7 separate regions of the Mus musculus genome follow, and regions 2, 3, 4, 5, 6 and 7 are each linked to region 1. A link is a contact called in public HiChIP or PLAC-seq and Micro-C data. All regions are on one chromosome and are shown on one strand. Each heading gives the region's core, a stretch centred on a gene start, on an enhancer-like site or on the middle of the called end of the contact. The rest is flanking DNA. Distances are from core to core; before and after follow the strand shown.

Region 1 (3,012 bases), core at 283-2,782:
ACATTGTTTTTGCTGGTAAATACAAAGACTAACAAACAAAAATCTTAAAATTTGTCACTATATGGCTTTTTCAGGGCTAAGGTGTCATTCACACTTGTCTCACTAAACGTGCTATTTTTTTTTGACTAAAATGACATATTAAAAGGCTTGATGCCACTTGATCCCATAAAGCAGGGCATGTTACTTTGGGATCAGGTTCCCCTGGGGTCTCCCTTTAAATTTTGATGTTGTTATTTTGTGTGTGTGGATATTATGACTTATTAATGTTTGTGCAGTGTGGTGCCGAAGGAGGCCAGAAGAGGGCATCAGATCCCTTGGACAGGGGTTACTAATAATTGTGAGCTGCCATGTGGATGCTGTGACTCAAACTCAGGTTCTCTGGAAGAGCAGCCAGTGCTCTTAATGGCTAAGCTATCTGTTACACCGCTCCCTTAATTAAAGCATACAGGTAATCTAATTCAGCAGTTGTTTTTCTACAACCCAATGTCTTTCGGCTAGTCTTTATTCTTCTCTTTCAAATTCAATTTACAATAAACAGAAAGATCGTGGATTAAAGGAGTGTGCTAGGGCTAAGCCACACGTGTAGAGATAGTTTTTTCTAGTATACAACCTCGGGATTCACAGTATGATCAAATATCCTGCAACAGAGTATTTAAATAAGAGCTATTTATTACAGGCATATATTCCTCCCTACATGTTATTTTTAAGGCACTAAGTTGTGGTCTTATTACAACGAATGGTTCTTAGGCACTAATTAAAAAAAAAAATTTAAGCCGGGCGTGGTGGCACACGCCTTTAATCCCAGCACTCGGGAGGCAGAGGCAGAGGCAGAGGCAGGCAGATTTCTGAGTTGGAGGCCAGCCTGGTCTACAAAGTGAGTTCCAGGACAGCCAGGGCTATACAGAGAAACCCTGTCTCGAAACAAACAAACAAACCAAAAAAATCTAAAAGTTTAAGGTTATCCTGACTCTTCCCCAATTCAAACATCTGTAAATAACCATGCAGATCTAAATTTGAAAATCTTTAAGAAAGGGCTGGCAAGATGGCTCGCTCATCAGGTAAAAGCTCCTACCACCAAGTTGAAGACTGGGTACCTGCATTAGTGAGAGAACTGATTCCCACAAACTGACCTCTAGGTTCACCTGGCATGCACACAAATGTAATGTTAAAAATTCAAGAATAAAAGATAAGCCATGTCTCACTTGACAAGAAGTTTCCACTTATGTGGCGTAAATGCAACTTTGAACCGATTTGAACCTGAACTAAGCAGTACATGGGCCTGACTAGGGATTGGAGCGATCACTAACCACAGACAAAACTCGTTTGTGGTTGGGCCCAGCAGGCTTGAACCCTATGTGGAGTTTGACCTATCTGGCAACTCCCGTCTCTCAAGAACCACATTCCAGGGCTCTCTCTTCTCTAAAGCCCTCACTCGGCGCCGCGAGTTAGCTATAGCCCGTAGTCGCCCACTTCCTCCAGGAGAGATTCAGATCTTCCCATCATGCCGCGGGAGCGCGCTGGGCCCCAGAGTGCACTGCGCGTGCGTGCGAGCGCGCGCGCAGCCCCACTCCCTTGCGGCCGCGGGAAAATTCCAAACACGTCAAAACAAAAAAAGTTCCGTGAGGCTGTGCCAAGTTTTCAAGCCGCAGAAGCCGGGCGGTGGCTTCTTTTCCGCCGCGGCCCAGTCTGCTGAGGCAGCTCTGGGTGAGGACCACCCGGGAAGACCGCCGTTTCCTGCTAGGGCAGAGAAGACTCGCGAGAACGTGCGCCCGAGTCTCAACGTGGGCGAGCCGCGCTCCCGCGGCGCGGTGGAGCTGAGGCAGGACGGTGAGAAGCTACGGTGGGCGGGTGCGAGCCGCGGGAGGGCGGGGCGGGATGTGGGGGGTTGGGGGGGGGGGAAGATATAGCCCGGCAGGAGGCGGGGCCTGGCGGGAGGCGGGGCTAGAGCCAGGTGGGAGGTGAGGCCGACGGTGAGGGGCGTGGCTAATCGGGGAGTTGAACCCAGCTTGGCAGTGGCCGACAGACGCGGTGGGCGTGACCACACGGAAACTGATCTCGGCGGGAGCCCGCACGACTTAGAGGGGCCGCTCCACAAGGGAGAGGAGCCGGAGGGGGGCTGCGCCATCGCAGATGAGCCCGGCGGGGCGGGACCGACAGTGAGGGGTGGGGTCTAAGGCCCAAGGTGAAGCTTGGTGAGCTTGGCTCGCGGCGATGGTAGAGAGGCATCTGTCCTTTACCCTTCGTCCCCATTTATTTTTATTTTTATTGTTTTAAGCAAATCCTCTCCCTCTGGTTTCAACGTAGCCGCAGGTACTTTTGGAAGGACTGGGGCAAAGGTGAAGCTTATTGCTCGCCATCCATTAGAGCAGCTCTGCTCAGGGTCTCAAGATCGCCCTCCCACAGCTGCTTGAGTGACAGGCCCAGAGGCCCATTCAAGGCCTGAGAGTGTTTAATGCTTGTGTCTTGCTGTCTTGCTGCCTTACTGGAACAGTTTTTAGGTGCTTGGGCTTGGAGGGGGTGCTGGATGAAAATCTTGGAACAGGCCAATGATATTGAAGACCTCTGTGTGCCTGGACTTTTCCTCTAGTATGAGATGATTCGAAAAATCCCATCCCTCATTAAATTAATCTAAGCGGGTGTGACCGACGTGAGATACCTATTTGTGGATGGCCCTCGCCTTTAGGGTGCTTCCAAATGGCAGATTTAACGCTCACAATTGAACAACTGGCGGTTATGTGTGTGTATGTAGAGGCCAGAGGTGGTGTCAGGAGTGCCCCATCTTTCCCTCCTTATTCGTCCCCCGCCTCTCCTCACACCCATCACATTTGGCTTGTAGGTCACCTGACTTTGCAAGCCCTTGGGGTTATGCCTTTCTCTGCCTCCCCATTGCTGAGATGACAAATGTGGGCCACACACTTAAAACCTTAAATACACACGCACACACAGCAACGAACGTGTGTTCTGGGGATAGAATTCATGTTCTCATGCTTGTAATGGCAGGCATCTTATCAA
Region 2 (3,012 bases), core at 381-2,880, 840 kb before region 1:
TGTGGCTTGCTGGGGTAGATCATTTGGTCCAGCACAAGCAAGGGTTGAGTCCCAAAAGCTCAAAAAAAAAAAAAAAAAAAGGAACATACTAGACACACACACACAAGAGAGAGAGGGGGGGGAGAGAGAGAGAGAGAGAGAGAGAGAGAGGGAGAGAGAGAGAGAGAGAGAGAGAGAGAGAGAGAGAGAGAGAGAGAGAGAGAGAGAGAGAGAGAGGGAGGGAGAATCCAGTAAGGTGCCTGCAGTGGCTCACACCAGGAATCCCAGCACTGGAGAGGCAGATGCCATTTTCAGCCCAGTCTGGGCTGTGTAGTGGAACACTTTCTTCCATGTAATCCTATGGATTATAGTGGTGGTTAAAAAAAAAAAAAACAAACCAAAAAAAAAAAAACTTTTCATAAAATTTCTGATTGTGACATTTGGTGGCCCTTCTACTGTGAGTCCTTGGAACCGTGTGAAGGACTTTCTCTTCCTGGGCAAAAGTTTTTGCTAACACTACAGACATTTTAAATGTAAGGCCTTCGTTGATGTCCTATGGAAACCCGAAAGGTGAACAAGCAGGTTCTTAAGGGCCCCTGGCTAAGGAAAGCCAGTCCCATATCTTATCTTTTCCGAAGCAGCAGGCTTAAGGTAGGGCTTCAAAACAAAAGAAGCCTTCCCTAGGGGAAGGAACTTCGTGAAATCTGCATTTCTGAGAGGTTCTTTGGGGGAGGGGAGGAGGGACTGAAATTTATCCCTCTGACTCTTGACTTCCCTTTCAGACTAAATCGCTGTTGACTACAGTCCTGCCGATGGGGACTTTGGGACTACCGACTGCTTCCAGTCTCCTCGCCCAAGTAGATGCTACCGTGAAGCTGGGCTCTTCAAAATGGCAGCTATGGTCAAGTTCCAGAAAGATCTGATATCTTTTTAACCCAGTAGCAAAATATGGGGCGGTACCACTGCAGACCCAAAGGAGAAAAGGCCGTTTGCTCAGCTGGCCACATGCTCCAACACTTCGTGCTAAGTCGGACCGTGGCCACCTCGGCTACCCACAGCGAGAGCTAGCGCGCTCCTGGGTTCCGAGGTGAGGTGTCGGAAGGTTCAAACCACCGCGGTAAATCGCATCTCCAGGTGGTTTCACCGACGCTAAGAAGCCCTTATCGATCCGATCCGATCGGATAGGTGGGAAAACGGCGCTGGTCTGAACTTCTAAGTTCTGAGGTCCACTCTGCCTTGCGTCCACAGAGCTGAGGACCGTTTCAGCAGCCTACACACTCTCCTAGCAGGCGGCCATGACAAGGCTCCCTTGGCGCGAATTACAGGGGAGACCCAAGAAACACTTAAAAAAGAAAAAAATTCCATCTCAAAGATCCGAAGTGGAGTTATTAGGGTAGGGTTGTGCAGGAACTCGGAGACTCACTCGAGGAACTGGGGACTGAGGCGTCAACACCTGGACACAAGAGACAAAAGTTAGAGGGGTCCCACCAAGGGGGTCGCCAGCACGCTTTCTGCCCGATTGGCGGAAGCGCTCAGACTTTTCTTTATGGCGTCACCGAGTACCTGCCTGTAGGAAGGCTCCAGTTGCGTGACGTCACGCCGCACTGACCAATGAGCGGCCCGAGCCGGTAGGCCCCGAGGAGGGTTGTGGGCCCTTCTTTTTGTGAATGAAGCTCCACGGAACATCCCTCCTGGGGGTCCCCGGGAGCCGCGGCCCGCTGAGCTCGGACGCCACGGCAGCAGCGTCCCAGGGAGCGCGCGCTTTGCTCCAGCCACCGGCCAGCGCTGTGGGGCCCCCGGGTCGCGGGCGGCGGGAGACGCAGCGCGAGGACCCGGGCCGGGTTGCCGGGCCATGGTCGCGGTCCCCTGACGGGCCGCGACCGCCTCCATGAAGCGTAAGAGCGAGCGGCGCTCGGCTTGGGCCACCGCGCCCCCCTGCTCACGCCGCAGCTCGTCCTCCTCTCCCGGCGTGAAGAAGAGCCGCAGCTCCACGCCGCAGGAGCTGCACCGCCTGGAGCAGCAGGACGACCTGTACCTGGACATCACGGGTGAGCCCCGCCACACCCCCACGAGGCTCGCGCCTCCTCGAGCCTCTAGTCGCCCGTGCGCCCGCGGTAGCAACTTTACCGGAGATGGGCCGAGGGGTCACTCCTGCAAGTGAGTCCGGCCTCGGGAGCGGGGCGGCTCTGCCCTCGAACCCACCTCATCGCGGGATGAGCCGGCGCGGTTGTTCCCACGCGAGTCCGAGCCTCTGCTGAGTCCCGCTGGTCTTTGCTGTCCCGAGGGCCCAAAGCCTCGCTGAGCCTTAGCAACGCGTGGGATCCGGCCCGAGCCCCCGGCCGTCCGACACCCCCCCCCCGCCCCCCACGCTGTCGCGCCCTCTCAGGCCTCCTGAGGGATCTTTGCCCTCCCTCTCGTGCCTCCAGAAAGGTGTCACGTTGATGGCGTTTGAACCACCAAGCGTGCTAAGAGCTCAGAGGTGTCACTTTTGAGAAATCCCCGCCAGCCGGAGCGGGTAGAATAGCCGCTTTCGAGGGTGATTTTTTTTCTTGGTGTCTCAGTTCTTGAAGACGAAAGAAATCCGTTTTGGCAGCCGCTCGGTTTGCTGGGGTTGATAGAGAAGCCAGAGCTTTGCCTTCGTTGTACTGATGTACGTGGAAAAGCGTTGTCAGCTGCATAGCTGCCTGCGCGGTTGAAGGAAGGTGCCGCGTTTTCTGGGGCGGATGGTGTCCACCTCTTGGTGGGGTTTTTAGAAAAGGTTTCCAAGACTTGAACTTGGACTTTGCTAGGTGGGCTCTCGATTGGTGACATTTATTTATTTAGGAAGTGTTTAGACAAACAAATTTAGTAGAAAGTATATTCTAGATTAATGGGCAACTAGAAAGTAAGACCGGTTTTTAAAGGAAGCTGAGAGGAGAGGAAAGGGTTTTTTTTTTTAGCGTTTGAAGGAGGAAGACGAAGGACTTGTTTTAACTATAGCCCCTGACTAGTGTCTGCCCAGGTCTACCGGTGTGTGACCCTGAAGGAGGAGAC
Region 3 (3,012 bases), core at 206-2,705, 630 kb before region 1:
GATTTTAGAATGTACCTTAGGCATACCATTGTTGAGGGTATGTTCTAAGCTCAGCTCAGCAGCTGACTAACTGAACAGCATAGGACACGTTATCCAACCAACCTGAGTTTCCAAGTCTGCATCTGTTACAAAAGTGCTAGAGTGAGAAGCTGGGGAGATGGCTCCGTTAGTTGTCTTGCGGGCATGAGGATTTGAATTCCAACCCCAGGTATGATGATATGTTCCTATAATTCCAGCGACGGTGAGACAGGAGGCAGAGACAGGCAGATCTCCTGAAGCTTGTGAGTCAACTAGCATGACAAACATGGTGAAGTCCCAGGCAAGGAGAACTCAGCTTGTCTCAAACAAAAGACAGAAGGTGCTGAGGACCCCGAAATCATCCTCTAACTTCACTTACATGCCATGCCCCTCCCTTTACATAGAGACATGAAAATAGCATTAGCTGAAGCAATGTCTTAGGTATATTGAGCTGTCGAGTCCTTTGCTTTGGGTCAATTGCAGACTCATTTATGCCATGATTCCCTCAAAGCTAGTCCATTTATACCTCTGTGTGAAGAAAAAGAGGGCCTCCTGCCTGGAAAGACAGTTTAGAAACTGGTACTGCTTAAGAATGGACACAGCCGGGTTCCATGTGACATGGTGAGGAGTTAAAGCTTCAGTGTGAACAAAATGTTTCCCCTTCCTCTGAGCCCATAGGACCTCCACCACATTGCGCAGCTAATGAGTGAGCTCTGAGCTCTCTGCCTATGCTTACCCCACAGCTGGTCTCTCAGCTCATCCTTGAAGTTCACATCTGTATGTGGCAGCCTTGCTGATCTCTCTTGGCAGTCAATAGACCTGCAGGGAGCAGCAAGGTAGAAACTCTGATTTCAAGTTGATGGGGTGAGTGTGGGGTCCAGTTTCAGGGTCTGGAACATAAGATGGCTGAGGAGGACCAGGTTTCAAACATCAAAAGGGAAAGCTGGCTAGCACCCTTCTCCACGGGCAGTTGTTTCAGGTGGATAAGCTCCCTGGCAATAGTTCATCATTGGTTGTTTTTCTGTCAGCACACTGGAATGTTACAGCTTCCTGCTTGGTTATTATCGAGTGCTCATGGGGTTTGTATGCTAAGCAATCTGTGGCTTTTTAAAGCTCCCAGCTGATGTGGCTTTAAGGTTTATGTGGTCAACTGTTGTTGAAGCTTATCATTAAAATCGTTTTACATTATTTTAGACATTGATCTTTCAATCGTGGGCTGTTTGATCATCTAGATTTCCTCAAAGGGGATTTGATAACCTTCTGATTCCTTTACTACAGAAGTGCTTTGATTTGAATTTATAAAGTTTTATTTATTATAGACACTGAACTCCCTAAGCAACAAAGAAAATAAATGAAAAGTCAGCTTCTAAATATACCGTGCACTCGTTAGCCTGGCTGGCTGGAAGCATGACCCACAACTCTTAGTGATTTCAAGGGTGTTGTCTGGCAGCAGTGTGTATAGGCAAGCACATGCTCTTGCTGGTCAAGGGCAGAGGTAGGAGAGAAAGTCTGGGGGACTAGGAAGGTGGGAGAGTTGACTTTAGAGTTAATTTTCTTGTTACTGTGCAAATGGGGGACTTGGCAGATAAGACCCATGTTTGGATCCCTAGCACCCACATAAAAAGGTTGAGTGTGGCTGTAACTACAGTGCCAGGGAGCAGGGACAGGGTTTCTGGCGCCTTCTGGCCTCCAACCTAGCAAAAAACAAGTGGGCTCTTAGTTCAGGGAGAGGCCTTGTTTTAAGGGAATAAGGTGAAGAAAGATAAGAAAGACTCCTGGTGTCCTCTGGTTTCTCTGTATATGAGCAAACACTCACACATATACACATACAGACACACACATCCACACACACACATATACACATACATGTGCACACACACATCCACACATACACACACACATAAACATATACACATGTGCACACACACACACATCCACACACACACCCACACACATATCCACATACACACACATACACACACATACATCCACACATCCACATCCACATATACACACGTGCATACACACACATCAACACATGCACAAACATCCACACACATATACACATAGACACACATACATGCATGTATACAAATACATACATGCACACACACACACACACATATATACACATGTGCACACACATGTACACATACACACATGCACATACACTTACACACATACATACACATACACACATGCATACATATACACACATGCACACATACATACACACACATACACACATACCTACACATATGCACACACACACACACACACACACACGATAGAAGCAACTTGACAGAAGGAAGGATTCCTTTGGCTGTCATCCATTATGGTGGTGAAGGAGGGCACAGTGCATTAGTCCCAGGAAAGCAGCATGGAGGGAGCATGACACAGCTGGTCATGTTGTGTCCAAAGTAAGGGGCAGAAAGAGAGGAGTGCCGGTGTCTAAGTTCCCTCTCTCCTTTTTATTCAGTTCAGGACTCCAGCGGGGGGATGGTGCCACATTCTCAGGGTCTGCCTTTGTCAGTTACACATTTCTGGAAACACTCATAGATGTACCCAGATATGTATATTTAGGTGACTTCAGAGCCTGTCAAACTGAGTATGAAGATTAACCACCACAGACGCTAAATACTGGGAACTTTGGGGCAGGGACGGATGCTGCACAGTGGTGTCTGCATAACAGATAGTTTGCCCAGTAAGGCTAAGAGAGCTCCTGTGGGAGACATTGAGGATGATCAAGTGTGTCCAACAAGATGAAAGTGGTGCCCTGGAGTGCATACCACTCAGTCTAACCTCTCATCCTTCTCTCTTTTCCCTCAGAGGCAGAGGCAGTTTTTACAGAGGTGTGAGTCTTCCTCACTACAGTCTCCCCCTGCCCCCCAGCCATAGGAAGACCTCTTAGAGACTCTATGGGCCTGGCATAGAGGCCTGGTGCATGTGATGGATGGTTCAGTGGCAGGAGAGTCTCTAGAAGCTGCTGCAGGA
Region 4 (3,012 bases), core at 225-2,724, 600 kb before region 1:
AACCTTAGCAGCTAGCAGCTGTTCTTAACCTGGGAGTCAAAAGATCCTTTTATAGGTGTTTCCTAAGACAATTGGAAAACACAGGTATTTACATTATGATTCATAACAGTAGCAAAACTATCATTATAAAGTAGCAACAGAGTAACTTTATGGTTGGGGTCATCACAACATGAAGAACTGTATTAAAAGGTTGCAGCATTAAGGAGACTGAGAATCCCTGGGCTAGAGGATGCTTTTCTATCACTGCCAGTGACTATGTTGCATGCCTACCTGCCTTGCAGGTAGGGCTCATCCTTTGCAGGGCTTCCCACCCATCATTTTCCTTGGGTGCTTTTTTCCCTCTTTATGTGTATGTGTGTGGTATGTGTAGAACAGCCAATTTAAGCTTGTCCCTGACTAGCTCACAAGTGATGAGACTCAGACTGTGGTTATTTTATTTGTCTTTGACAATTCCTAGGGGGTAACCCCTAATCTGCTCTTCTAACTGCTGGCCTGGTTACTTCCCCAGAGGTGTACCCCAAGTACTTGCTGTTTCTCCTGGCCATGTGCTCTTCATCCATCTCCCCTCACGGCAGCGTCCTCTTTCCTCCCATTCTTCTTTCTCGCCCCACCTTGTCCAACCAGGTCACTCCAAACCCCCTATCTCTAATCTCTCTAGTAATTGACTGTAGCCAATTTTATTTAACCAAAAGATTTATTTATTTATTTATTTATTTATTTATTTATTTATTTATTTATTTATTTATATGGTTTTTTCGAGACAGGGTTTCTCTGTGTAGCCCTGGCTGTCCTGGAACGCACTTTGTAGACCAGGCTGGCCTCGAACTCAGAAATCTGCCTGTCTCTGCCTCCCGATTTGCTGGGATTAAAGGCGTGCACCACCACGCCCAGTTTAACCAATAGTTTTAAATCAAAGAACAAAGTTTGCACAACAAAAGCTTGTAAGCCCAGACCTTCCAGTATAGAATTTAGCATTACAATACATAGCAATAGACCAAACCTCAATACATATATATGTATTCGTGTTCAAGTGTGTGTTTACAGGGACCCAGGGTTGATAGTGAGAATTTTTGATTGGTCTTTGAAGTAGGGTCTCTCAGTCAAACCCAGAACTCACAAATGTGGATGGTCTACTTGTCAGCCACTTAGATGATTCCCGTCTCTGCCTTCTGAGGCCAGGATTACAGGCACTCTTATAGACCCTCTGGATTTATGTGGGTTCTGGGGACCTAAACTCTGGTCCTCTCACTAGTGTGGTAAATGCTTCAGCCACCACACCGTGTCCCCAGTCCCAAGTACTGTATTTTGCAATCATTGTATCACGAGTTATATTTAGAAGATTTTTCATAAGATGGGAGTTGGTAGAGGGTTGGAACCGGGCAGCATTCTTAGGAAAGCATCTACACTTACCTTACCTCTGCCACCTGAGGCCACTCTCCACCTGGAATGCTTTGAACTGAAGCCACACCTCCAGGGATGTTTGGTTGTGGCTTTTTTTCCCTTCAATTCCCTGAGTGGAGGGTGGAGCAGCCTCTGGGTGACGCCTGTGTTAAGTTTCTCACCTTGGGTGGTCCCTAGCCATCACTATCTTTTGCCTAGATGCTCCAGGAGGTTGTGAAAATTGAAGCTCAGATGTGCCAAGTTCTGTTAACACCTCCAGGGCAGAAGGGCTTAGAATCCAGCAATCTCTGCCTTCACTTAGGCTTGGCCTGATAAGCATCAGATTTTTTTTTTTTTTTTTTTTTTTGTGCTTTGTAACAGGTAAAGAAATTTTGTTTCAATGTCTCATATGCCTTTATTGGGAAAGGTGGTTTAAATCACAGCCCATGGTGGTCCCAGAAGCCTTAGCAACTCCCTACTGAGGCTTTTAGACTGGAGACTGTTACAGATCCTGTTCTGCCACTTGGGCCTCTGCCAGGAGTCAAAGTCTAGTCACCATGTGTGGGTTATTGCCTACTCATCATCTCTTGCTGCCGGTCAGTCAAGATGACCCAGGACCTGAATAACCTCTATTCCCAGAAGTTTGGGATGAGTGATGAATTTGTGGTGGGTACTACTAGGAAACAATTTTTCTTTGCTTTCTTCCCCTGCCCTGATATTTCCTCTGGCTTATTTCAAGGGCCTTTGAGATAAAATCCAAGAGAAACGATGTTGCTCTCCTGGGGCAAGAAACAGATTTAAAACAAAGGACTTTGAATCCCAACATTTTAAACAAAGAATCTAGAAAACACCTTTGCCTTAACCTAGCTTTGAACAAACTTAATGGGGCCACGTATCCCATCTCCCACAGGCATAAAATGTCATTTTTTAAAAACTTAAATTTTAACTAATTAATTTCTTTTAAATATATTATGTGTATGGGTGTTTTGCTGCATGTAGGTCTGTTTACTATGTGTGTCCCTGATGCCCTATGGAGACCAGAAGGGGACAATGAAGCTACTAGAACTGGGGTTAAAAACAGTTGTGAGTCACCATGTGGCCTGGGTCCTCTGGAAGAGCAGCCAGTGCTTCATGTTAGACTGGTGGGCCAATGACCTTATCTGGGTTTTATTTATTTATTGTTGTTTTTGATACAAAGTTTCTCTATGTAGTCAGTTCTGACTGGCCTGCAACTCCATCTGTAGACCAGGCTGGTCTGAACTCAGAGATCCACCTGCCTCTGGCTCTGGAGTGCTGGGATCAAAGGCATGTGTGCCATACTCTGCTTGCCTTATCTTTGTTTAAAAATATTTGTCTATACACTATACACTATAGCTGTCTTCAGACACTCCAGAAAACGGCATCAGATTTCGTTACGGATGGTTGTGAGCCACCATGTGGTTGCTGGGATTTGAACTCAGGACCTGTGGAAGAGCAGTCGGCACTCTTAAACGCTGAGCCATCTCACCAGTCCCCTTGCCTTATCTTTTTAATGTGTGGTCTGGGAACTGAATTCCTGTCTTTGGCCTACTGCGGCTAACACTGACTAAGCTATCTCCCTAGCTTTACAAAGGGTAATTTAAACTCCAGTAA
Region 5 (3,012 bases), core at 153-2,652, 570 kb after region 1:
TGGGTAGCCAGCTTGGGACCCAGAGCCAGGTCTGTCTGCCATCAGAGAAAGTTAGGATATCACAGTAACAGAGAGCATGGCCAACTCTAAGCAGTTAATTCTAGGTCACCTTTAAAAAGTATTTCTTTAAGCGTTTTTGTTGGGAGCTATTAAGATAACACTATTGTCCTGATCTCTGAATTGGGCCTCTTCCCCCGAGAAGAAAAGAGGGTCAAAAGCGGGCCACCGGCACACCGCTCCGAGAACAACCACAGATTGTTCCAGCCCTAAGTCAGCGCGGATGTCCTGACCTCAAGATACCCTGATACCGCCAAGTTCCTGCTTCCACGTGTAACTGCCTAAGAATGTGCAATTCTATTGCCCCTCCCCCACTGATAAGTACTTCTCCTTTTGCTTGTATTGCCCCATCCCTCCCGCTGATAAGTATCTGTACTTCCCCTTTTCCTTGTGCAATTCTATTGCCCCATCCTTCCTGCTGAAAGGCACTTCCCCTTTTGCTTGTGCATTTAAACCTCAGGCCTGACTAATACATTTGGGGGCTTTGATGCATTCTAGAAGGTCTCCGTGTCGTTATTCGCACAAGGCCCTCGTCCCTCTCTACCCCCCATTTGGTTCTTAGGAGGAGGTCCCCTCGAGACCCTCGAATAACTGGACCTGCTGGACGGGTCACCTTTTTATGAGACCATTTCGTGTGTCTGTCTCCTACACATGCTCCACTTACATGCTTGGTATCCTGGAGGTCAGAGAGGGCACTGGAGCTTCCCAGAACTAGAGTAAAAGTTGGTATTTGGACCCAAAGCCAGGTCCTCTGCAAGAGCAGCCAGTGCGGTCCTGATGTATGTTTTCAAATCAAGGGTTTTTAAAATAAAAATAAAAATCCAGAGAAACTGGCAAATCAACCCTGAGACTAGACACTCTGCTAGGAATGTAATATTATCTTCCTCATCCCTCCAGTTACACATGCTTAATAGAAGCAAGCCTGAAAGAACTCTTGCTCCAGTCACCCTGGGATTGCCATTAGTTTGTTATGTGACCTATGCCCCAGATAAAGAATCTGCCAATATGCCATCTGAGAGTCTCAACCGTGCAGAATGACACACAGTGGCGGCTAGCTGCAGAAAGCCCTCTTGCTTCCCATAGGAGGAATTTGTGAGTCATTTTATTAGCTAGTCTTCTTTCACCTGTGGCTGATCCTGGCTTCTTAGGATCAAACAAAACAAAACTGGGTGTAGAGATTGAGGCCAGCCCTTCCCTGTAGCGCAGTACTATTTACAGCCTGCTTCTTGCACTGTGGCAGCTGCCACCGTCAGGGAGGGAGGCCAGGGAAGTTTCCTTGAGGGCTTGTCCGGCTATCTGAGTCACGTGGGGTGGGGTTCATTTCCCTCGGACTTTGGCACAGTCAAGTGCAGGTGTGTCTTCAACGAGTAGGCTGTGAGGCTGCTGCCTTGAGAGAGCAAGGATTTCTACAAGGAGCAAAGGGAGGCTTTGGGATCTCATTTGCACAATGACGGACAGAAGCCCCTTTGAGACAGACATGCTGACCCTGACCCGTTACGTTATGGAAAAGGGGCGACAGGCCAAAGGGACCGGAGAACTCACCCAGCTGCTCAACTCGATGCTGACTGCCATCAAAGCCATCTCTTCCGCAGTGCGCAAGGCCGGCCTGGCCAACCTGTAAGTCCTGGAGAGCATGCGCAGGCAACCCAAGCCAGGGTGTGGAAGCCACAGACCGGTGCTTGTGCTAGAAACGGGGTCCAAAGCTAATTTGCTCTTTGTGCCGTAAGGACACTGCATTTAAATTCTTTAAGCCTGCTTTGATAAAGCAGCCTTTGGCATGTTTTGCAAGGAAAGGGAAAAACTGCTTAGCAACAAACTGCAGAGAAAAGTGTGACTACCGGTTACTTGGGATTATAATGGTAACACTATAGCTTGTTGCCTCAAAACCTATATTGAATTCTCATTACTTATATTTGCAAAGTCTTAATGGGACTTTAAAATGTGTTTTGATGCCTTTTTTTTTTTTTTTTTTTTTTACCCCGTACAGGTGTGTTCAGTTGTCATGACCTCTGTCAGTATTGTGGGGTAGAAATCACCAGAACACAGGTTAAGGGGGCTTGACTGTCATGAAAAGAACCTGGCTCAGTTTTCTCCATCTTCACGTGGTGTTCAGGAATCTGGACAGGCTGGGCTGGGGCAGGCACAGCAGAGCACCTTTGCTTGGTTCTCTTTTGCAAAACAGGGCCACGTTCATGCTGGAGTTGCTCTTGGCCACAGCCAGGAGTACGGTTTTAAGGCATGATGAAAAGAAATCACTTCCTTTGGACTTCCATTTTGATTCCAGTGAAGGGCCCCTCTGAAGTCGAAGGAAGGGACATACATGTGTGTGTGTGTGGGGGGGGGGGACCCTCGAAGAAGAGCCAACAAAGTCCACCTATTTAAAATGTTTATTCTCGATCGTGTGGTGCCTTTATTCCCAAACTGTGACAGCATTAATTTCATAATTGCAATCATAAAACCACCACAGAGCTTACTATGTACGTGTTTAGGAACAGATAACAGGACCCAAATTAAAGATGATTGATTGGCTCTTTCCCCGGCCCGTGCTGTCCCTTAACTGTGTGATTACTTCATTCGGCAAGAACGGCCAAGCGCTCTCTGCCTTTAAGAACATGCTTCCAGAATGGGCGTTGCCTGCATGTGTGAAGATCATCCCCGAGTAACATTAGATAGCGTCTTTGCTACTCCTGTGTTCCCGCTCTGCTATAATTAGGGCGGTTTCCTGTGGCCACTCAGGACTTTTGCCCACACTTTTAACCCCTCCTCCGTGCAGGCCTCTCGGCTCCACAGCAACTCTCTTGGCAGCGTTCCTTGTGTATCTGCCACAGTCTGCTTCTCAGTGGTTCAGCATCCGACCAAGGGCCATGAAGGTCTAGATAGTTAAGTGCTTTATTTAACTTGGTTTTTCTTACCTTGTAGCTGTGGAATATGGTTTATTCTCGCTAAGACCTCCAT
Region 6 (3,012 bases), core at 374-2,873, 540 kb after region 1:
TCTTGACTACCCCAGTGAAGCCAGCTTAGATCCCTGAGGGCCATCTCAGCCTCAGGGATCTCTGTGGACTTTGTTGAGCTCATTATTGCTACTGTATTATGGCTCAGCATCCTCCATCCCACCCTGGTGTGACCATCAGACTGTTCAATATTGTCTTTTTCAGGGAGGAGAGGGTCATTTCTTAAGAAAATGAGTCACTGGAGCACAGGGTGGGGCAGGTAGGTGAAGAAGAGGAATTTGAGAAAAAGGGGGTGGCAGTGGAGGGCATGCCAAGAGGCAGTGTGCCCAGAGAGGGTGATCCTGGAAGAGAGTGCCAAGGAGCAGTGGGCCCAGGGCAGGGCCGGAAGCTTCAAGCCAGTTTGATAGCAATCTTTGTACATCAGACAGGGAACACAAACAGGCTAGATGGAAGGCACGCTGCTAGCTCTCCCAGCTTCAGCTCTTGACCTTCTGCAGTCTGTTCCTTCATCATGTAGAACAGAGCAAGTCATAGCTTTCCAGCTTAAAACCCTCCACAGGTTCTTCCAGCACTGTGAATAGAACCCACAAGTGTTTTGCTATGGTTTGTGAGATCTGTCATAATATCATCCTTCTCTCTCTTTTCTCCTTTCTTTCCTGGTGTCTGTGTGGCTGTCGGGTACACATGTGAGCCTTGGGCGCTGTTCCTTGGGCACTGTCTACCTTGTTTTGAGAGATGGTCTCTGATAAGCTTGGTGCTAGCTGATTGCACTAGCCTGGCTGGCTAACCAGTCCCACAGACAAGTCCACTCTGGTTCTTCTCTTGCATCCTTCAGCTTTTTGCTCAAATATTATTTTCCCAGTGAACTTTTCCCTGACACCCCAGTTTACTCTTCCCAGCATTCTCTATTTATCTTTCTCTTTTCATGATTCTCTATGCCAAAGTGGCTCCTGTAGCAAACTGATCCATGGTATGTTTTTGTTTCTTTTTGTTACTTGTCAATCTTACACTCAAGAAGGGCAGGAGTTTGTACTCCTTGGGCTCTGACCTCAAAGAAAGCCGGTGTCCTGGTGCACAGTACCTGCTCAGTAATTAATTGTTCTACAAATCAGCCTATGACTTGTGACAGCTAGAACAGGCACGGGTAAGGACGCTGGCTGCGGAACAGCCTGACTTCAGAGAATAGCTGTTTGTGTCTGCATTAGTTTTCTCTGCGGAAGACACTTAGAAACTAAGGTTCCCAACAGTTCTCCAACTCTAGAAACTGGGAGGAGGCAACAATTAAGGATTCAGAGTGGATGTGGATGGGAGAATCCATTTCCCAGGAGATGGGTCAGAAGAGACAGTGATGGTTCAGGAAGAGCAGTGGGTAGGGATCGAAACCAAGCCACCTCAGGCTCAAGTGCGGCTTTCCCTGAACTAGTTACTCAACCTCCCTGAATTTGCTTAGTATTTTAAGCAGGTGGGTGGGTGGGACGGGGGAAGGGTTATGGGAGGAGGAGTCCATCATGCCTTCCTCTCTGGCAGGTTATAGCGGGCATTGGAGGAGATAACCATGCAGGTAGCCCAGAGGCAAGGTGGGCGGTGGGGCAACAGAGGAGGAAGTAGCGTTGTCAGCTTGGCATCTAGGGGAGGGTGCATGGAACGGAGGGAGGGAGAGGCTAGGAGGACCTTGGCCAGCGGGCAGAATGGCAGTTGGTAGAGGAAGGGAGCAAGGGGGTGTTTCCTGGGACAGGGGGGCGGAGACCTGGAGACTATAGGCTCCCCCAGGACTCAAGTTCATTGAGTTTCTGCAGACACTGAACGGCTTTCAGTCTTCCCGCTGTGACTATCACCTGTGGGCTCCACCTGCCTGCACCTTTAGTCAGCACCTTTAGCCAGCACCTGCGCCAGACCCCAGCAATGGCGAACCATGCGCCCTTCGAAACGGATATCAGCACCCTGACCCGCTTCGTCATGGAGCAGGGCAGGAAGGCTCAGGGCACGGGGGAGTTGACCCAGCTGCTGAATTCGCTCTGCACCGCGATCAAAGCCATCTCGTCTGCGGTGCGCCAGGCGGGCATCGCACAGCTGTGAGTTAGGCCTCTGGCTGCCGCATCTTATCCGTTAGAACGACTGGGGTCTGCTTCTCTGGACCCCTGCTGGGTCCTGATGGGTCTGGTTGCCAGTGTCGCATCTGACAGTTAAGATTCTGCTCTGCTGCACACAGCCCTCGTTCCCTTCTCCTGGTGCACAATTGCCGGATCTCTTCTGGTCTCAACTCTCCTTTTCGCTCCTCCCAGATTCCTGGTATAAGTGAGTGACTTACCAGCTGCCCACCCGGGACTCTCTAAAGTGCCAATACCTGCGCCTTTCTCCCCATTTCTCTTTTAACCTCTGTTACTCTCCTTGGAAATTGAAATCCCAAATTCAGCTTCTAATTCAGTATCATCCCTAACCTAGACAAGCCCCATAAAGAGTATCCCACCACTTATCAGTCTGGAAGGGAGCCGCCACACAGTATTCCGGGCGCTCCCTCTTTCTGGAGCCAGCTGTAGACTCACCTCCTGAGCACCAAAATCTCTCCCTGTTTGCATTAATGCTAGGAGCAGATCTTGCCCAATTATTAAGAGCTTAAAGACAGAGCAGAAGTAGTAGACTGCTTTTGATAAAGCCAAGAATCCAATCTCCTTCCCCTGAACCATCTGGGGACTTTGTTATGCAGACCCTCCTTGAATAAGAAAAGTTCCCTGTGGTAGATGATGGTGATGATGATAAGGGGGAGGAGGAGGAAGAAGATGAAGAAGAAGTTTATGTATTTATTGAGACATGGTCTCACTATGTAGGTCCACTATGTAAGGTTAGGGTTAGAAACAGGTTCTCACGATGTAGCTTCTACTGTCCTGGAACTCACTGTGAGTAGACCAAGTTGGCCTTGAACTCAGGGGTTATCTACCTGCCTCTGCCTCCTGAGTGGGGATTCAAGGCATGGTGGGTGATTTTAATGCTATGGTCCATATTTTGTACTGTAGGTAGGAGCAAATGAAGAAACATGGAGTCTCAGAACACCTTCA
Region 7 (3,012 bases), core at 327-2,826, 520 kb after region 1:
CTGATGTGGACTCCTTTAGGGTTGTATAGCAGATCTGTTTTTAGTTTGGTTGGGGGGGGGACTTTCATACTGATTTCTATACTGACTGGATGATGTTACATCTTCATATGTAGTTATATTTCTACCTCTGTTCAATAATGAAGAAATTGAAGCCCAAACCCAGAAGCTAGTTTCAGGAGAGGGTCAGGAAATAGGGATGACATAGGAGAGAGAAAGCTTCAGAGGCAGGCCCTGGGAATACATGTGTCTGAAACATCACACTGCGATGTAGTACACAGTGGGTACAACCATTATTAATACTTAATATTTACTGGAAAGCCCAAAAACAAACACCAATCCCTGAGTAAGTGCCCTGTTGTCTAGGGCAGAGTCCTCAGGTTAAGACATTCTGCCCTCGTTCTTTACATGAGCTCCACTCTGCTTGGGATGGGACTGGGACAGGGGCATGATACGGGCAAGTTTAGACCTTGCTACTCAGAGGATGGTCCATGAAGCTGCAGCCCTTCTGAGTCGGCTAGACCTGAAGAATCTCAGACCTACTGATTTATAACCCGCATGACAAGATCCCAGGAGCCCTGTGTGGATAATGAAGTTTAAAGTTTGAGAAGCTTTATTGTAAGACTTAAAATCTACCCCACCCTCCCGCTCTTGTATGAGGGGTGCGTGTGCATGCCATGACATGTGTGCCTAGGTCAGAGGACAAGATGGGTATTAGTTCCACATTGTTTAACAGGGTCTGTCTTGTTCATACTGCGTGTACTAGGTTAGCTGACCAGAGGAGCTCTGGGTACTCTCCTGTCTTCACTTCCTGTCTCCCTGGAGGATTGCTAGGATTATGGATGCATATGCTACTTTCTCTGAATTTCGCATACAGCATCTTTCTCTCTTCCTGCAAACTGTTGGGTCAAAAAAGTAAGCTTGGTGCAGCCCCTCTTTGGTGGAGGTTTAGAAGGCATGGAAAGATGTGGATTTTGTTTTTCCTAGAGCAGATCTATGATAAGAGATGGGGTTCTGAGTGCACAGCCAAGCAACCCTGATTTGCATGGAGCAGTTCTGGGTCAGTGTCTTGATTTCTCCGTTTCCCCCATGCTTAAAATAGCAACAGCACCTCTATTTTCTGCTTCCAGCCCCCCCACCAGCTCTAAGTGTGAGGCATAAATTTACAACGAATGATGAGCTCAGAAGCTGCTCTGTGAAGAGCCACCCGCCTCACTGGGATGCATATTATCTGAAGCGCAGATGTTCTGCACAGTGTGCTCTTCTTGGAAATATATATTGCACCATCCCTTGAGCTTCCTGGAACTGTAGAATGTACAAACATCAACATTGTCACACTGGGTTTCAGAGACGATCCCAGTCTCTCATTCATCTGGGAATGGAGGTATTTGCTGAAAGAGCAACCCCCCCAACTCAATTGGAAAGGAAAATTTTAATTTTTCTTCTTGATATTTGTATGCAATGTCTCTCTTCCCTTTCTTCCTCCTCTTCCTTATCTTTTGCGACAGGATCTCATGTATTCTAGGCTGGCCTTGAACTGGCTATGCAGCCAAGGATGTCTTTGAACTGATTTCCTGGCTCTACCTTCTGAGTGTTGAGATTACTGTGTGTGTGCTAGAGATGGGGACTGAAGCCAGGGCTTTGTGAGTATCAGGCAAGCACTCTAGCAGCCGAGCTACAGACATCCCCAGCCTGGTTACTGATCCGGTTTTGACTTCACCATAGCTTACCAGGGAATCTCTCACAAAGCACAGAGGATGCATAGTGTGAGTCAGACTGACGTTCACATCAGCATTTAAAATGAACAACATTTAGAGAAAAATTGTGTTACAAAATTCTTGTGTACTTAACAATCATGAGAGTTAATAGCACCAGCTACTGTTTCCTAGGGGAGGGTGTTCTGAGCTACTGTAACTATTCTAAACACATTAGCTCCCATAAGCCATTGCATCAAGCCTTTGCAGAATGTAGACTTCTGTCTTGCAAATGATGAAACTGAGGTCTGGTGGATGAGCATCTTGCCCTTGATCACACTGCTCGTAAGTGACAAAGTCTACATTTGAACAGAGATATTTCTAGCTCTCCAGCTTATGGATAATTTTCTTTTGTTTCCCCACACAGACCCTTCAGAGTCCCACGCAGCTCCAAGATGTAAGTTCTAGGCTAACAGAAAGATGCTAAAGGGACAGCTTTGAAAAGTGATCTCATTGCTTTCCATGAAGTATTGCTCCAGGGCAAGGAGTAGTGGAAGCATGCTTTCTTAGTACGTGCAAGGTCCTGGGTGCAATTCCCAGTACTGGAAACAAACACACACAAAAGCCACAAAAAGTTCTAAGACACCAGTATGGTGGTTCTTGTGCAAAGGTGATTTGGTAAAAATGAGGCAGGGCACTCTCCTTACGGCTTCTTCCTCTTGGCCATGGGACAGTTCTAGATGTCCTCATTTTGGTATAATATGGGAGGAAGTTCTTCCTGTTGAATCCTAGTTCTACCTCCCCCCCCCCCAACAATACCCCCCCAGGGGTGCATTAGGGATCATGAGGAAAATCTCTCTTGAGTGTTTGCCTCCCCGTAGCTTATTTCTCTTTCTGGGTTAAGGCAGCAAAGCAGAGCCTCCTTGTGTGGGCTCAGAGGTCTCCTGTGTGCTTACCCTGTGGCGTAAAGGGTGTGGGGAGGGGCAGACTACCTGGACGTTGGAGTCTAGACCTTGGTAACTGAGGCCTGAACAACCTGGGGCTGTATTTAATCTGCAATGTTGCCCAAATGCTCAAGCGGAGTATTAACGTCACAGAGGGGTCAAGGGCCCCAGGTCAGTTAAGGGTTGCATCAGCTGCTCTTTTCAAGGACTGCTGACAGCAGCAGCTGTTTTCCCAAGTGCAGACGAGAGTCCCCAAAGGGAATGCGCATGAGTCTCCACATGCTTCATTTGCTCATGAACCTTTGCTCCTAAGCAAACAGTGCATTTCACAGGCAGAAGCACGCACACTCCGTCTGGCTTGGCTCCTCTCAATTGAC

The links. Hi-C and Micro-C count contacts between places; a contact is called where the count stands out from the background. HiChIP or PLAC-seq counts read pairs in DNA pulled down with a chosen protein or histone mark.
Region 2: a contact with region 1 is called in an H3K27ac HiChIP or PLAC-seq map of microglia, with 5 times the contacts expected there. The contact joins the promoter of Cdc14b here to the promoter of Fancc in region 1. A contact is called at or near these places in 2 of 115 datasets of contacts at active chromatin or transcription factors (bone marrow-derived macrophages and microglia).
Region 3: a contact with region 1 is called in an H3K4me3 HiChIP or PLAC-seq map of embryonic limb bud, with 6 times the contacts expected there. The contact joins the enhancer-like site here to the promoter of Fancc in region 1. A contact is called at or near these places in 10 of 115 datasets of contacts at active chromatin or transcription factors (bone marrow-derived macrophages, embryonic limb bud, embryonic stem cells and 3 more).
Region 4: a Micro-C map of embryonic stem cells shows a contact between it and region 1, with 3 times the contacts expected there. The contact joins the enhancer-like site here to the promoter of Fancc in region 1. A contact is called at or near these places in 4 of 15 datasets of contacts at CTCF or cohesin (the NIH/3T3 cell line, embryonic stem cells, large pre-B cells and 1 more), 21 of 484 Hi-C or Micro-C datasets (LSK cells, the N1E-115 cell line, adipose-derived mesenchymal stem cells and 11 more), 33 of 115 datasets of contacts at active chromatin or transcription factors (the 230-238 cell line, DN3 thymocytes, the NIH/3T3 cell line and 19 more) and 1 of 9 other capture datasets (embryonic stem cells).
Region 5: a FOXA1 HiChIP or PLAC-seq map of pancreatic cancer cells shows a contact between it and region 1. The contact joins the promoter of Fbp2 here to the promoter of Fancc in region 1. A contact is called at or near these places in 1 of 39 promoter capture datasets (the C10 cell line), 1 of 115 datasets of contacts at active chromatin or transcription factors (pancreatic cancer cells) and 1 of 9 other capture datasets (liver).
Region 6: a contact with region 1 is called in an H3K4me3 HiChIP or PLAC-seq map of bone marrow-derived macrophages, with 3 times the contacts expected there. The contact joins the promoter of Fbp1 here to the promoter of Fancc in region 1. A contact is called at or near these places in 5 of 39 promoter capture datasets (the C10 cell line, cranial neural crest, embryonic stem cells and 1 more), 1 of 484 Hi-C or Micro-C datasets (the C10 cell line), 7 of 115 datasets of contacts at active chromatin or transcription factors (the 230-238 cell line, bone marrow-derived macrophages, large pre-B cells and 2 more) and 1 of 9 other capture datasets (liver).
Region 7: a contact with region 1 is called in an H3K4me3 HiChIP or PLAC-seq map of the 230-238 cell line, with 5 times the contacts expected there. The contact joins the enhancer-like site here to the promoter of Fancc in region 1. A contact is called at or near these places in 1 of 15 datasets of contacts at CTCF or cohesin (pro-B cells), 1 of 484 Hi-C or Micro-C datasets (the N1E-115 cell line), 13 of 115 datasets of contacts at active chromatin or transcription factors (the 230-238 cell line, acute myeloid leukemia, bone marrow-derived macrophages and 5 more) and 1 of 9 other capture datasets (embryonic stem cells).

The regions. Positions count from the first base shown.
Region 1 is chr13:63,430,265-63,433,276 of GRCm38.p6, reverse strand. Fancc (Fanconi anemia, complementation group C) reads left to right here and starts at 1,532. Exons shown (of 15, transcript NM_007985.3): 1 at 1,532-1,827.
Region 2 is chr13:64,273,606-64,276,617 of GRCm38.p6, reverse strand. Cdc14b (CDC14 cell division cycle 14B) reads left to right here and starts at 1,630. Exons shown (of 14, transcript NM_172587.3): 1 at 1,630-2,027. The coding sequence starts at 1,868.
Region 3 is chr13:64,064,869-64,067,880 of GRCm38.p6, reverse strand. The region is part of intron 6 of Hsd17b3 (hydroxysteroid (17-beta) dehydrogenase 3); the gene reads left to right. Among named protein-coding and RNA genes, the nearest start is that of Gm30999, 10 kb to the right of the region's middle. Within about 2 kb of position 1,455, at least 4 of the 459 cell types and tissues checked have an H3K27ac peak or open chromatin away from gene starts, as enhancers often do. A contact at or near this core is called in embryonic limb bud, where this site is marked.
Region 4 is chr13:64,029,898-64,032,909 of GRCm38.p6, reverse strand. No RefSeq gene overlaps it. Among named protein-coding and RNA genes, the nearest start is that of Gm30999, 25 kb to the left of the region's middle. Within about 2 kb of position 1,474, at least 6 of the 459 cell types and tissues checked have an H3K27ac peak or open chromatin away from gene starts, as enhancers often do. A contact at or near this core is called in embryonic stem cells, where this site is marked.
Region 5 is chr13:62,856,790-62,859,801 of GRCm38.p6, reverse strand. Fbp2 (fructose bisphosphatase 2) reads left to right here and starts at 1,402. Exons shown (of 7, transcript NM_007994.4): 1 at 1,402-1,674. The coding sequence starts at 1,505.
Region 6 is chr13:62,886,893-62,889,904 of GRCm38.p6, reverse strand. Fbp1 (fructose bisphosphatase 1) reads left to right here and starts at 1,623. Exons shown (of 7, transcript NM_019395.3): 1 at 1,623-2,031. The coding sequence starts at 1,862.
Region 7 is chr13:62,908,150-62,911,161 of GRCm38.p6, reverse strand. No RefSeq gene overlaps it. Among named protein-coding and RNA genes, the nearest start is that of Gm40981, 8.2 kb to the left of the region's middle. Within about 2 kb of position 1,576, at least 46 of the 459 cell types and tissues checked have an H3K27ac peak or open chromatin away from gene starts, as enhancers often do. A contact at or near this core is called in the 230-238 cell line, where this site is marked.